2 separate regions of the Mus musculus genome follow, and region 2 is linked to region 1. A link is a contact called in public promoter capture Hi-C data. All regions are on one chromosome and are shown on one strand. Each heading gives the region's core, a stretch centred on a gene start, on an enhancer-like site or on the middle of the called end of the contact. The rest is flanking DNA. Distances are from core to core; before and after follow the strand shown.

Evidence for each region. Capture Hi-C pulls out chosen DNA fragments and counts their contacts.
Region 2: a promoter capture Hi-C map of adipose tissue shows a contact between it and region 1. The contact joins the promoter of Abcg2 here to the promoter of Herc3 in region 1. A contact is called at or near these places in 14 of 484 Hi-C or Micro-C datasets (LSK cells, Th1 cells, cardiomyocytes and 10 more), 4 of 115 datasets of contacts at active chromatin or transcription factors (bone marrow-derived macrophages, extraembryonic endoderm stem cells, memory CD8 T cells and 1 more) and 2 of 9 other capture datasets (adipose tissue and liver).

What each region holds. Positions count from the first base shown.
Region 1 is chr6:58,827,911-58,835,840 of GRCm38.p6, forward strand. Herc3 (hect domain and RLD 3) reads left to right here and starts at 3,555. Exons shown (of 26, transcript NM_001361966.1): 1 at 3,555-4,022; 2 at 4,492-4,626.
Region 2 is chr6:58,637,358-58,645,287 of GRCm38.p6, forward strand. It overlaps Abcg2 (ATP binding cassette subfamily G member 2 (Junior blood group)), which reads left to right and starts at 3,189. Exons shown (of 16, transcript NM_001381927.1): 1 at 3,189-3,270.

The DNA of each region.
Region 1 (7,930 bases), core at 2,305-4,804:
CTCCATTTAAATCATCCCACCTCCCAATATTCTTCCCTTCTTTTTTCCTGTATTGTGTGCTCTAGAATCCCTCCCCTGCTAAGGGCTTCTTCCCTTTGAGTTCCTGGGCTGTTCTTCATTCTTTAAGCAAGAAAATGAAAACTATCAGGAAATCACACACACATACACACACACACACACACACACACACACACACACACACACACGCACAATTAACAATAATAATTTTGGTTTTTGTTTTTGTCGTTGATTTTCAAGTCAGAGTCTCTCTGAATAGCCCTGGCTGTCCTGGAACTCACTCTGTAGAGCAAGGAGGGCCTTGAACACAGAGATCTGCCTGCCTCTACCTCCAGAGTACTGGGATTAAAGGTGAGTGCTACCACTGCCTGGCTAAAATAAATGTATTTTTTTAAAAAGGTGAAAATAAAGTCTCTTTACTATTCCACCTATGATAAAGTTCCTAGGCTTTTGGCCCTTTTATAAGGAAGCTTACAGTACTCTAGTTATCTAGACATCATTTCTACCTCACTTCTAGGCTTGAGTCTTTGATAACAAACCTTTCTCTTCAATTGGAAAATTTACACAAAACCAACTAGATTCATAGCCCAAAATTGAGACTGATTATGAGCTTTATATCTGACACAAGAAAAAGGATCCTGCTGTTTACCATAAGTTCTCCTTGGTCATCTACCTAGTTCTTGCTAGTGATGTTTCTAATTGCATTTAAATCTTTGTAATATATTGAGCTTTCCCAACACTGCTACACATCTGGAGAATGAGTGATGACTCTTGCTTCTAGTGTTTCTAAAAACAGCCTTTGTGATTCATATTTCAAAGGTTTGTGGCTTTTTATTTATTTTTTAAAGAACATGGCCTTTTAAACCATGAGTCACAACCCCATGTGGAATCACATCACTGAATGTAAGGGTCACAAAAAATGTGTTAATTCTTGAATATGCCGTGACCAAATATTAAGTCAAAAGCACTCCCTGCCCCTAATTGCAGTTTTATATTTCATTGAAGTTTTGGTTTTGAACACACAGTAGCATGCTTTGCATTACAGAAATTGTTAAACCACTGAGCATACTGTTGTGCCTAATGCATCATCCACCAACACTGCCTTGAATAGCTCAGCTCAGGTTTGGGACTTTTGTGTATTGAACTACAATTTTTTTCCTGCACATCCAGTTTTCTGCTCTTATAGGAAAATAATGGTTTAATTACAGAGAAGAAAGACTTGATATCCACTTATTGACATTCCTGAACGAGTTTATATTAAATTAGTGAGTCTCGGGTTGGATTGTGGTAGAATGTTTAATTTAAGAAATTGAATTTCTGACTTGAGTTTCAGTTAAAAAAAAAATCATCCAATAAATTTTGATCTGAGCTCAGAACAATTTCTCATCATTTAAAAAATGACCTTAAACATACTTCAGTCATTATATATCATTCATATATATATGTGTGTGTGTATATATATATATGTATATATATATATAATATATATATATATATATATATATATATATATGCACAAAATGGCTGAAGTACAAAGTCAAATGGCTTTCTCAGCATTGATGCTTATAGAATCAAAGTGTCTAATTCTGAAAAACATTGATGTTGTTATCTGTCCTGGAGTGACAGGTATTTGAACAAGATTTAATTCCTCATGTAAAATAAATGAGCAATCAATCTAACTAGTATGTTAATTTTCTGTCCTCTTTAATAAATGGTGAAACTGTATGATAACAAAGAATCATTTTAAAGTTAAAATTGCTTATGATTTCAATGCCTATTTTATATGTTTATATGTAAAAATTTGGGAGGCAAAGAGAGACTACAAGTGGAGAAAGTTTACGAAACCTTGTCTTAGTTACCCCAAAACAGAGATTCTACTTCCTCATCTTCTTGGTTTCAGAGGTGTTTCAGTTATCACTGAAGATCCCCATGATGCCAACATCTCTGCCATATCCTCAGGATGTACATCAGGGCACTGCCATATCCTCAGGATACATCAGGGCACTGCCATATCCTCAGTATACATCAGGGCACTTCCTTATTCCTCAGGATACATTGGGGCACTGCCACATCCTCAGGATATTCATCAGGGCACTGCCATATCCTCAGAATATTCATCAGGGCACTGCCTTATTCCTCAGGATACACCAGGACAGTGCCATATCCTTATGATACATTGAGGCACTGCCATAAGCCTCAAGATACATCAGGGCACTGTCTTATTCCTTGGGATACATCAGGGCACTGCCTTACCCTGAGGACATATCAGGGCACTGTTGTATTTCTCAGGATATACCAGTCTCCTGCCCTATCCTCAGAATCTATCAGTCCTTGAGATTTCTTTTCTATTGGTTAATATGTTAGGTTTTCAAAGCCTGAAGACCTGATGAGATCTGAATTATTCTGGATATGTCAGATTATGAAATTTCTTCTACTTAGAGTCATTTTCCTTTTAAAATTTAATTAAAATAAAAATATAGCACTACCACTCCTTAAGCATCTCTCATGTGCTCCCCTTCAAATGAATGGTCTCTTTTGTTATTGTTACATATGGATAAGTCAGGATGTACTGAGGAGTCCCTTTAAGAGGTGCTTGTTTGTACATATTCTCAGGATTGTATATGCTGATATGGGCTCATGCCTTCACCTTAAACTAGTTTTTGGAGAATTTTGTACATTCTTTTGGGTTAAAGCCCCCATGTTCAGCGTTTCAAATTCAAGGCAGGCAGATACATCAGTTTACTGTTACCATATAGTTTTCTTGAAGATTATTTGAAGATGAGAGGAGCCGTAGCTGAGAGCATTTTTGGCCTTGGGAGAAGAAGAAAGCTTGAATATCCTCTTACAGGCCTGGGAAAGTGGAGCTGAAACTTCTATCCACTCTTCCCCACCCCCAGACCCCCGTCCCCCACGGGAGTTTTAGACCAAAGGTGGGGCTTTATGGTTTTAGAATTGGTGATTCTCACACTTTCTGTTTTCTTCAGTGTGCTCTCCTCTCTAGTCAAGCCTGACTCTGCACCACTGCGGGCCCGCAGTTCTTGGCCCCTGAGTGACAGGGATTTGGAACTACCCTCTGCTCTGGCAGCCACCTTACAGCTCACCATGCCAGTCCCAGTTCCCCCTCTCACCTCTGCATGAATAATAAGAACCTGAATTCAGAACCAAAAGGAACCAACCAAGCAACCAAGCAAGCAAGCAACAAACCCAATCGACCAAAACCCCCACACCATTGGGCATCGCTCCTTTGCATCCTCGCTGGCGAAAAGCAATTTTATTCCAGCAAAGGTTACTCCTGCATTCTCCCATTTTGGGTCCAGGGTCTTGCCATCTGTCTACCACACCTGGTTGTGGGTCCCTCAACCTCCAGTCACCTCCCAGCCGCCGATCCCACCGCCTCCCTGTCACCTCCCTCGCCCTAGGTCCCGCCCCCTCCAGGTTTCTTTCCCCGCCGGGAGTCCCGCTACCTCCCCGCCCCCTCCCGGTCACCTCCCCGGCCCCTCCCGCCCCGACGTCGCCCCGCCTTCTCCGCACCCGCCGCGCCCCGCCCCGCTGCCGCCGCCACCATTGGCCAGGCGGGAAGTCGGTCTCCCAGCTCATTCTGCGCCCGCGGGAGTGCGGGGGAAACTTCATTATTACTGTGACGCTGAAGGCCGGGGAGGCCCGAGCTGCCTGAGGGCTGCGACCGCGGGGTCGGCGCTGCGGACCCGGGTGCAGGTGCGGGCGGGGCGGGGATCTCAGGGCACCGAGCCCGCCGCACCCGCGGAGGAGGGGGCTGGGCTGTCCGCAGCTCCCTGTCGCCGAGGCGCCTCCCGGCTCTGCTTAGCCGCTTAGCCGCGGGCGGCGGGTGACCTCCCTGCGTGAAGAGCATCGCGGCGCCGCGGCAGGGGAATTCGCGTTGCGGCTGGCCGCGGGCTCCTCCCACCCAGCTGGCGGGCGGGGCTCGGGGACCTGGTGTCTGGTGCAGACGCCGCTGCGGCCGAGCCGACGGCTGGACCCTGGAGCAGGTGTGTGGACTGAAGGGCTGGACCTGGGGAGACTCGCTCGTGCTGCTGCCGGGAGCGTGTGCAGCTCGGGGCCCCAGGGGAGGAATGCTTGAACTTTGCTGTTCCTGGCTGTTTTCTTTTAGAGTTCACACCTGCCCCACTAGGAAGTGCCTTAAATTTTACCTAAGGCGTCGAAGGTTTTACTGGGATTTGTCTCATCCGGGGTGCTTTGGGGGAGGACGATTCAAGTGATATCTTCCATTTTTTATGTGCCTTCTGTCTCTTTCCACAAATAGGAAGCTATTTCTAGAACCTTTCATTTGATAATTTGATAAAGTGAACTGATTTTTAGCTTTAGATTGGAAAGACAGGAAAGAGAAGTAAAAAGGATTAGCATTTTAAAATGCAGCCAGAGCGATGTGGTACTTTCAGAGGCAAATGACAGTGTCTCTTCTTCTTTTTTTTATTCCTTTCCACGGATATAAATCAGAAAAACAAAATCGGTGGCTTACTCCAGTTTTGACCCCATCTGAGAAGTTAAACTGCAGGAATCAAATTAGATGCAAAACTCCTTTGTCGTGAAAAATAGAAGCATGGTTCACTGTTAGCCAGTTGGACTTGTTCAGTAAGTAGTGGGGTTTCATTGTGTTAAAAAAAGAACCAGGAGTCCAAAAATGTTCTAAACTGTGTTGTAGAAGTCATTGGGTATTGCATTTCATGTTGCGGGACAAACTTGAATCTCTTAAGATCTGTATAACCACTTAAAACCGTCTGTGTAAGTAATGAAAGGAGCGCCCCAGCTGGAGACAAACAACCTTGCACCAGTTTCAGAAATAAAAGTGATAGTTTCCTAATTGAAAGGGATTCTCTTACGAAGGTAGAAATGATGTCTGAAACTCATTCAGGACCACAGACTATATAATGGCTCATACTAACATAGCTGCTCCGTGGGTGATCTTATCACATCTTAATGCTCCCCTTTGCTTTATTTGGGTGACTGGAGGTGCCTGTCTGTGACTTCTTGTGTTGCACTTAGAGGATATGGTAACAGGGAGAAACGAAAGTAGCAGTTGCGGTCAGGTAGCTAGCTAGCTAGCTGTGAAAGATACCTAGAGAAGTGAACAGCAAAATTGAATTATTTTTTTTTTCAATAATTTCTGTTCAATCTATCTATATAAGAGATTTGAAGGTAGTGAAAATTTACTACCCCTATTAAGTGGCAAGAATTTTATAAGGTTCTCTCTATGACTTTAGTCACAGTAAAGGTGACTAACTTGATCAAGGTTGGACTGAGGTTATCTTAACCAAACCCTTATCCTGATATACACTGAAGAACGTTCCATCTTGAATGGCTAAACACATTCTTCCTTTCAGAAGTTTACTCAGGCCTTTCTTCCCCTTTTTCTTTTTGGGGTGGAGTCATGCTATATGGTATAGACTGGCCTCTAAGTTAGGATAGCCCAAGCGTATGTTGAACTCTCAGTAATCCTCCTGCTCCAGCCTTATTAGCCCTGGGATTACAGGTGTGCACAATCATTCTAGGCTTATGTATTTTTAAGCACTTAGCAGAGTCCTGTTCGGAAGTCATTTCTTTTAACATGTAGATCCCGAAGCAGAGGTGGGACAGTCCAAATGCCTTAGTGTATGGTGAGGGGTGAGTTAACGTAAGGCCTCTGAGTCTTAGTTCCCCCCACCCTTACCCTCCACCCCCGGGTCTTGTAAATGGTGATAATATCTAATGCTCAGATCTGATAAGAGGATTAAACAAAGTTAAAAGCCCAGAGGGATATAGCTGCATGGTGAGGGACAGCAACATATCTTCATGCTTTCCCTTTGCTTTGAGGCAGTGCAGAGAAAAAGGTGAGTCCAAAAAGCAGGGGACCTAATTTCTGGGCTCTGCTTCAACAGCTTCTCCTTCCTCCTATTCTTTCCCCTTCCTCCTTCATTCTAAGAACTGGATATATTATATTTATGTAGCCGAGGCCGGCCTTGAACTCCGTGTGTAACTGGTGACCACCTTGAACTGATGCTCCTGACTTCACCCTCTTAAGTGCCGTCTTTCTCTGTAGCCACTTAACCATAGTTACTTGGTCCTGAAGCACTCAGCTGCCATTTCTGATGGATTTGCAAACCTGTTTCAGTAAGATGGCCCCTTTGACAATACTGTGCTCTTAAACATGTAAAACATTCAGAAATGACACATGCTGGTTCTAAGGGTGTGAGTCTCTGTGTAGGTGAGCTGGTTTTATCATTAGTCAAGGTTGTAGAGGACAGTCTGGTTAACTCTATTGAGACTTGCTTGCTCGCCCTCTCCCTCTGGCTGCCTTAAGTTCTGGTTGTATAATTGCCAATGATTTAGCGAATATGCGCTCTCTTATTGCCTACAGCTTGTCTTTTTACACTTTCCTTTAAAAGGGTTCTATTAACATATGTTAATTACATATAGTAATAGTTTTATTATCACATTTTTATGTTTATAATGGATTTTGATCATATGCAACTTTGTCTTTAAACTCATATTTACGAAATTTAGAGAGAGTGTGGTTTTTGTGATTTGGTTTGCTTTTGTTTGAAACACGGTTCAGTGTCGTGCTTAAGAGTATGGCTTGTAGACTAGGAGAGGAAGTTTGAATTCTGCCTTTTGACTTCGGAAGGTTCTATTTCAGCTCCTTATTTACATGTTCTTGGGCAAGTGATTTAATCTTGCTAATCTTGAGGTTTCTAAAGTGGTTTTGCCAACTTAAACTCCCACCAGCTGTGCATAATAAGACTTCTGGGTGTTCTAGATCCTCGGCGTGACAGAGGGTAAATTAAATAAAGTTTTTAGATCTAGACCCAGGATAGGTTTGCAGTCACGGGAAGCATTGTTTTTCCTTGGTTCAAAAATCATTTTTGAGCCCTGTCCTACTTAGCGTTACTAATTGCTGTGATGAAACATCATGACCAAAGGATTGGGGGCGAGGGTTTGTTTGGCTTAGGCTTTCACATCACAGTTTATCACCAAGGCAGAGCAGGAACCAGGATGCAGGAGCTGATGCAGAGGCCATGAAGGAGTACTGCTTTCTGGCTTGCTCATAGCACCCAGGACCATCTGCCCAGGTGGCACCACCGGCAGTGGGCTAGGCCCGTCCTCATTAATCACTACTTAAGAAAATACCCTACAGGTTTGCCTACAGCTTTATCCAATAGAGGGATTTTCTTGAGGTTCCCTCCTCTCAGATGACTTTAGCTTTTGTCCAGCTGCATAAAACTATCCAGCACAAGCCCCTTCAAGGTACTGGACAGCAGTCTGGTCTCTAAAGGTGGAGAAATGAACAGAAGAGTCTCAGGCCTGGACCTACCAAGAGGAGCCAGAACTCCATTCTCTCAGTTGTAGCTCATTGGTGTGCTTGCTGCCCTGCTCACCCCCTCCCCTGTGGGGTGTGTGTATGTGTGTAAGTATGTGTGTGTGTTAGAGAGAGAGAGAGAGAGAGAGAGAGAGAGAGAGAGAGAGAGAGAGAGATGCATGCTAGGGCCTTAATGTGATGCTTCACACCTATACTCTCTTCCCAGGTGAATCTAGGGTAAGATAATTGTCATGGGTTTTAAACTAACCTGTACTACATAGTAAGACTCAAACACAGAACAATGGGGGGTCTCGATGGCAGTATAGCTCGTGGTATAGCCCTCAGTTCAATCCCTAGTAATGCAAACAACGACAGCAAGACCCCCACATTTTGTCAGCTGTGATGGCTCATGTCTTTGATCTTAATACTTGGGAGGCTGAGGCAGGAGGATTAATGTGAGCTTTAGCCCTGTCTGGCCCATATACTAAGGGCCAGGCCAGCCTGGGCTTAATGATTTGGATTCTTAATGAGTTAGACAGTTTGGCTGTATGCCCAGGAATAAAATTCCTGTGCTGTGCATATTCCACATCTCTGTCTTCACTA
Region 2 (7,930 bases), core at 1,939-4,438, 190 kb before region 1:
TCAAAAGACCCTCACTCACAAAGACCACAGAGATCACCATTGTTGCAAAATGCATGAGGATTTTACTTATCCAACATGTTGGGGAACCCCCTCCCAGAATGCAGGCCAGAGGAGAGACCCAGAACAAAGAAAGAACACACTTTTTATACCTTTGTAAGGGCCAGATATAGGTACCAAGGTAGTCTGGCTTATATTAATTGGTGTAGCCAATAACTTTTTAGACATTGGTTGGTTTGTATAAGGTGACTCTCATTTTGTCTATCCTTGTGGTTTTTAGTGTGAGGTGTGGGGCAGGGGAATTGTTAATCTTGATTTTGACCGTTAAAACTATGTTTCTATATTTGCTTAGTCAGCCAGCTTTTTTATTTGACTCTGTACTTGGCCTGCTAGTACACTTCGGAAAGTCCTTTTGAAGGGGGAAGGTACTTGGTAGTCTAGAATTTATTTTAGATATTACAGTTTCAAGTTCAAACCCCGTTCGCCCACCTAGCAGTCACTGCGTGAATGCTGGCAAGCAACCCCAGTCCAGAAAACATTGGGTTTATTATAGAGTATAGTTAGAAATAGTGTAAATATTTACAGAAAATGGGAGTAAAGGGTGGAATAGTACTGAAGCGAAGGGGGGTTAATGCGTGTCTGTTCAAGGACTAATTTTATGGCCAGTTGTAACTGTCTGTGACCTGACTTGAGTTTACCTTTTACTTTTTCCATGGTCTCCCTTAGCTTCTCTAAGGTGTCAAGGACAGGCACCTGGAGAATTATCAGCAGGAGTATTGGGTATTGGTTTCTGGAGACACAGAGGTAGGGAGAATGTCTTGAGCTAGGGGAGGGGGGCGGGGAAGCCCTGGACTGCTGCAGGAACACGCAGCAGGCAGCACAGAAACCAGCGGTCTGAATATTGTGTTGCTGTGGGAAGTGGGGGGGAGGGGTAGGGGAGGATGGGAACCTCTGGGGAGGAAGGCAGAAGCAAACTGTACAACACTGAAGTCTCTAGTATCAGTAATTTGGGGGTTACAACAGGGGCCATTTGCTGCTTTGAATTAAGAATCTGTGGTGCTGGTCATCTGGGTGGGGCTGAAGAAATAGCTACAGTTAACAAGATACCAGAAACACTGAGTCGAACCTTTGCTTTACCAAGACAATTGATGTCCGTTAGTTGGGTTTGAGAAATTAGCTGAAATTGAGACCAGCCCCGTTGAGGTGAGACCTACTGGGAAGTGTTTCAGCACACTGGAATACAGAAGCTATGCTCCAGAGATAGTCAGTTTTCCCCCAGTGCTGGTAGCAGATCCTGGTAGTCACCAGGTGGTATGGTTTCAAGGCATGAAGGGCTCAAGGAAGGAGGCTGTGGCTTGGCACTTGTTGCTTGGCTGGAGTCCTAGAATAGAGCCCAGGAGAAGCCAGGGGTGAAAGTACAGTCCAGTTGTAGCAGAAGCCCCCAATGTTTTGGAAACACCAGTACCATGGAATGACTGTGAAGGACAGCAGCAGCCCTATAGTGTACAGCCTACAAGACAAGCTATGTGTAGGATGGCAGCCCTTTGGACAAGCACAGAGGACTTTCTGTGACATGCATCTCACATGAGTCTCAGAAGCCTGGCACTGAGATTTACACCATTGGACTTTGATTTTGCTCTGATCTGACTGTGACTGTGCCTGATATTTTCTTCTTGGAATAAGAAAGGGTTGAACTTGTTTTGATTTTATAGGAGCACACACACTTGAAGAAACTTTAGATTAAAAAAAAAAAACAACAACGAAAAAAAAAACCAAGAGAATGAATGAACTTTTAAATTGCTTGATTTGTAAAGACTACTTGACTTTTATGTTTTATATTGTCATGTTTATTAAGATCTTGGGAATGTTAAAAAAAGAAAAGTTATTGTTAAATAGTGTTGTGTTGATGTGTCTGGCTCACAAAGGGTCAAGTGCCTGGACTATCTTGTTATTAAACTTGCCACAAGCTAGAGTCATCTGAGAAGAGGGGCTTTCAATTGGAAAAAAGGTGTCCTTAATATCTGGCTATAGGCAAGCCCTTAAGGCATTTTCTTCATTAGTGATGAATGGGGTGGGCCCAGCCCATTGCAGGTGGGAGACTTTCCTGGGCTGGTGGTCCTAGGTTCTATAAAACAAACTAATAAACTTTGCAAGCCATGATACAGCCAGTAAGCAGCACTCCACCATGGCCTCTGCGTCAGATCCTGCCTCCAGATTCTTGCCCTGTTTGAGCTCTTGCCTTCACTGCTTTCAATGATTGACCATGGTGTCAATCATTGAATCTTTTATTAACAAGACCAAGACATGAAAAAGGGACCTTTATCCCAGTGACAAAAAAATGTAGCCAGTCATTGTAGCTGTTGATTTCCTAAGGAGAGAAACTCATGATCAGTACTTTTTTCTTGTAACATGACCCGAGTAGAAGTTGATCATGCATTTATTTTTCTCGATTAAAAATTTAAAATAATTGAAGGGGGAGGTGGAGAGATGTGATGATTGACCATGGTGTGTAAGTGTAAGCAGAACAAACCCTTTTCTCCCCAAGTTGCTTTTGGTCATGGTGTTTCATCAAAGCAATAGAAACCCTAAGACTGTAGCCATAGCTGTGTTTCTCGGGATTACCTGGATTTAGGAGGTTTTACCCTCATGAGATGAATTTGGTGTCTTCCAGTGTCTTTTTTCCCTATGGCATTCTGTACAGCCACCTAAGTGAAGTCCCCAACTTCTAGCATAGGACCCTTCCATTTTGGGCAGCTGCCTGGTAAAGTTCCCAAACAAGTAGGGAATCAGATCATTTTAGGAGCAGCTCTCTTCCTCTCATCAAAAGGCCATCCACCCCATCTCCGTAAATCCCGGGAGAGTCCACACAAAGCCCAGCCTGCCACAGTTATAATAGTAATTTGCCTAAATTGCATCTTGGGTATCTTGTGGGTCCTCCAGGTTCACAGGGTGAAGGTACTCTGAGTATATTTTCTTTCCGAGGCTTCTTATCGCAGGTCAGCGCCTTGCCTCCGCCATGACCCGGGGCTCTCTGCTCTCCGCTCTCCGCCCTCCGTCCAGGAGCCTGTGCAGCACAGGAAGCCCCCCGCCCACATGTGTCCAGCTGCTCCTGGGACCGGCTTCTCCTGCCGGCGAGCTGCGGGGCGGCGCGAGCTGACGTCACGGCGGTCGGGCGCCTGTGCGGGGCGGGCAGACGCTCCTGGCGGGCGAGCGTGTGCAGGTCTGAGTGTGTGCGAGTTCTGGCGCGGCTGCTGCTCCGCCAGGGACCGCGAGGTGAGCGGAGTGCGGGGAAGCTCCGGGAGTGTGCTAGGCGCCGCGGGGGCGAGTGGCGGCCCTGTGGGGCTCGGCGTGGGGGCGAGGGGGACCGCGTGGTGTGGGTTGTGAAAGTGAGGAGGAAACAAGGACTGACAGTTCAGTCATTTCTCCAGAAGCTTGTGCGGTGCGGTGATAGCAGGAGGATAAAGTCCAAACCTGTTTGCTCCAACTGTTTGGAAAGGATAAGACTTCTTGAATGGATAGATTAAACTGCCTGAACGACAGTCAGCCCCACAGTGGAGAAGTTTTCAAGGGGACTGAAGAGCACCTACCCCAACCCCGGGCCTAAAGTTTCTCAATTTTAGGTGTATTGTTACTTTCTGGGTTCCCTTTCTAACCTTTCTGTGGAGAGTTGAATCTTATTTTTATCGTTATGTTTTGCCTTTGACCTTACATTTTGTTCTTTGTCAGTTGCACGCGTGGATGAAATGCATTCTGATTACTCTTTTCCGTTTTTCTACTTTCATTTATTTATTTATCTATTCGTTTATTTATTAATTTTCGACTGAAGGAGTCTTTCTATGACTCCCAGACTGCCTAAGACCTCGAGCTCAAACAATTCTGATGTCTCAGCCATTCCAGCACTGGGACTATTCCAGGGCACTGTCATACCAAGCTATTGAGTTTTAATAATTAACTTTAAAATTTGACCTGCTTATTACAGTAGTTACCAAAATAATACTGAAAAGGTTTCTGTGGAGAGTCGAGTCTTAACTTTTATCGTTACTTTTTTCCTTTGCCTTACAGCCGTTTCCCATTCGCTGGGAAGTCCCTGAGGGAGTTTGAGCTCATAATTCATTTACTTATAAAGAAAACTGAAGTGTTTAGGGATTCATTCAAAGGTGGTAGTATAACAGTTATTTAAAATAGATATGAGTGGATAGGGGTTGACCAAGATTATTTCTCCTGCCCCAGTGATGATTAATCTCAGTGGTATGTGCATTTTCTCAGGAAGGGTGAATGCAGTCTTGGTGAGATCAGAGACACTGTGGAAGCTGGGTTGATGTCTGATTTGTATTGAGCCTGGGGGAAATGGCTAGAAATTAAAGTAACATGTCCTAAATCCTTCAAGTTATCCTGCAGGATAAAGAGTACGTTTTGTGACTTCCCTCTGATGGCATTCCAGGTAGTCATCCTTCAAAGAAAGAGTGAGACTCCCAGAGGGCCTATGACCCTAACTGTCTTTATTCAGGAAACTGGCCTGGCTCATAGCTCATCATGATTATAATGGAGAAAAGAAGGCATAGGAAGTAAGGGACAACTGTTGTTTTAAAAGAAGAAGTAAACATTTCACTTTACATGAATCATTCCATCAGTTTGACTTAAACTCTTCATAGCCCTGGAATAATTACAGGGAGTGGACTTTAGTGTGCAAGGGTGTATTATAGCCACTCTCATGCTCACACTCCAGCTACCAGGTAGACAGTCTAAGAAGAAAAGGACTATGAACTTGTATCAGTGATCACAGGGTGTATCTGTCTCTTCTTTTGTTTTTGTCTTCCTCTTTCTCCTCCAATTCTTTCCCTTCATCCTCTCCCTTCTCTCCCCTCTGCCTCAGGTGTCCTTTCTCAGGCCATCCACTCTGTCTCCCTGTTTTCCCAGAGACTCTCACACTATTGTCTGGAGCTCACCAGGTAGGCTTCCTGACTTATCAGTTAGTCTCAGGGACTCGCCTGCCACCCATTGCTGCTTCACTAGCCAGCCAGATACTAGCTCAGGCCTTAATGTTTGCAAGGACTCTACTGACTGAGCTATCTCCTTGGTCCATGAATGCATATTTAATATCTATGTATCCTGCAGGTCCTGAGAGTAGCTCACTATAAAGGCATGCAGGAAGGAGATAAGAACATACTCGCTGGTAGGAAAATGCAGATTGAACTTGGGTTTATAAACTATACTACTCCTTTTCTACCATTTAATAAGACATTTCACATCCATGTGACAATTTCTTCTTGAGACCAGGGAATAAGGAATTTGTTAACACGATCCATTATTTTATTGAAGGAGCCCTGAATGGTTTCCTGTATGGTTCATTTGAAGTTCTAGGAAAGTAGTACTTTGGGCTGTGAACATTTAGTATTGACACTAGAAATATAAGTGATTTAATTGTTCAAGCTTTTGTACTATGTGAGTATTAAACAAGTGGAAGTCATGACCTGGAAAATATTTAAAGTGCTGGGGACCCAATTCTAGGTCAGTAGCTCATATGCTCTCTTGCCAGGTCAAGTTCACAGTGAGGTGCAAAGAAGACAACATATCGTTTGGAAACTGTAAAATATTGTATTTATCCACAAATAACAGTGTATAAAATACTATGTTAAATATAATTTAAAATTATAGTCAATATGAAGCTATAGATTTTTATAGTTAAAATCTTTCATACATCCTACTTATAATAGGTAGGATGCAGCATATCTTAGTTCATACTGTCCACATTTCAAGGCATATAGAACTGGTGGGTCCTGCTCTAGATAACTTAGCTCTAGGGGCAGTTAACTAGTACACAGATAGATAGAAGGCTGGCTTTTATTGTAACATATATTGTCATTATAACCTCTTGCCTTTTAATAACTACAATTTTGTTACTAAAATCATTATTAAGGAATGCAGAAAGAATACAATTGCAGGAAGAGTAGAAATTGAGGAAATAAGATTTCTCCATTATTTCAATGTATAACAATAGTGGTAGAGAAATCTAAGACACCCTGGTCTTACTTTGCACCCTGTGATCTATCTTAGATTTGTGATCTCTGACTCTTTGCTCTGGTTCAGTAACATGGAGATGATGTTATTGTGGCACAATGCAAAATATATTTGATCTTTGCCTCATCCCAGCCGGAGACCCCCAAGATCCTTAGAATCTTCTGAGATTTTGTGTCTTTTGTTATTTTTTTTCAAAAATGATTTTTTATTAGATAATTTCTTCATTTACATTTCAAATGCTATCCCGAAAGTCCCCTATACCCTCCCCCCACCCTGCTCCTCAACCCACCCACTCCTGCATCCTGGTCTTGGCATTCATTTCCCTGTATGGTTAGTTTTCAGAGATTCATCACAGAATTACACTTTCAACCCCAACCAGAGTGCCTAGGTTTTTTTGTTGTTGTTGTTTTTTTGTTGTTGTTGTTGTTTTGTTTTTTTTTTTTACAGCTCAGTTTATGTAAGTGAGGTGACCTAGGGTGGGACTCCTATAGCCTTAGGATGGGCATGGTCTCAGAAAGGCCTAGTGATGAGAGATTTAAGACTTAGCTCCACCTATGGACCTCTGAAACAGGAGGAAGAAGGCAGGTGATTCAGCTCTATAAAATTTGTTAATCAGTGAATACCTGAACAGATAGATCCCTTGTCTGATAAGTGCTTTGGCACTCAGAGAAGGGGCCATCTCTCAGCTCCGCAGGATAGAAGCTAAAAGCTGTCTTTCTGAGGACCCTACTTGATGTCTCTGTGAGTAGGTATTTTTCCTGTCCTTCATCCATGTCATTTGTAACAACTGTCTTTTTGTTTTCTTTTGTGCTTTTTTTTTTTTTTTTTTTTTTTTTTTTTTAGGGTCTAACTGTGTAGCTATTGTTAGCCTGGAACTTGCTATGTAGACCAGGGCTGGCCTTGGATTGATGTCTGAAATAGAGGCTGTCTAATGGGACTGAGCCCTTAGTGGGTGGCCAGTGAGATAGAGTTAGAATACAATTGGATCACTGGATAGCAAAGCTGGTGTTCACTGGACAACTACTTGGTGTATGTGCCTGACTGCAGTCCAGCTACAGGGGTGTTCATTTTGTGAGAGTGCAGTAGAAGGGAAACACTGTACTTTATATATCCAAATATAGCTCCTATGATAAATACTTCAAGTAAAATGTATACTTGAGAAATTATAGAGCAATTGGCTTCTTCTAGTTAAAATCTAGTAGTATAACTTGTCATGGCTCAATCTAGTAGTGCCGTTCTAATTCACCCCACCTTCAAATCTAAGCCACAAGTAGAATTTCTTTGGCAGTGTGGCATTGACTTACACAGTGAGTAAGTAGCCACCTTAGGGAGTGGATCCATTCTCCTACAGATCTTTTTTTTTTCTTGCTGCTTCATTTCTATAAATATACATTACATCTTGAATTCCAGGAATAGATACAGATCTCCCTTCCTCCGGGAAAATGTGCTCAGTCTTTCTTCAGAGTTCTGCCTGTGGGAGCTGAGTATGAGTCCTACAGATCATAAATACTTACCACTTTACTAAGGGTTAGTCAAGTGGCTGGAGTTTTCAACAAAAAAACAATTGCCTTTACTCTGCCTCCTAGGTCCTCATAGGTATGCCCTGAAGCTTGGGTTGTAGGAGGGCTCACAACTGACTTCATCTCAGCTTCTGCCAATCATAAATATTTGAGTTTCAAGAAACATTTTATATTACTGTTTTTTTTAAAACAGTACATTGCAACAATGTAGCCTTGACTGAGATTTGAATTTAAGATATCTTCATGATCAGTGATCAAACTTTCAATATAAAACATTGAAAAATGTTTATTTTCTTATCTGTCTTAATTTTGAAGCATTACTAAAAAGTTGCAAGTAAACAACACAACATTCTAGTCCAGAGCAGTCCGTGGTACCTGCCGTAACTAACACAACT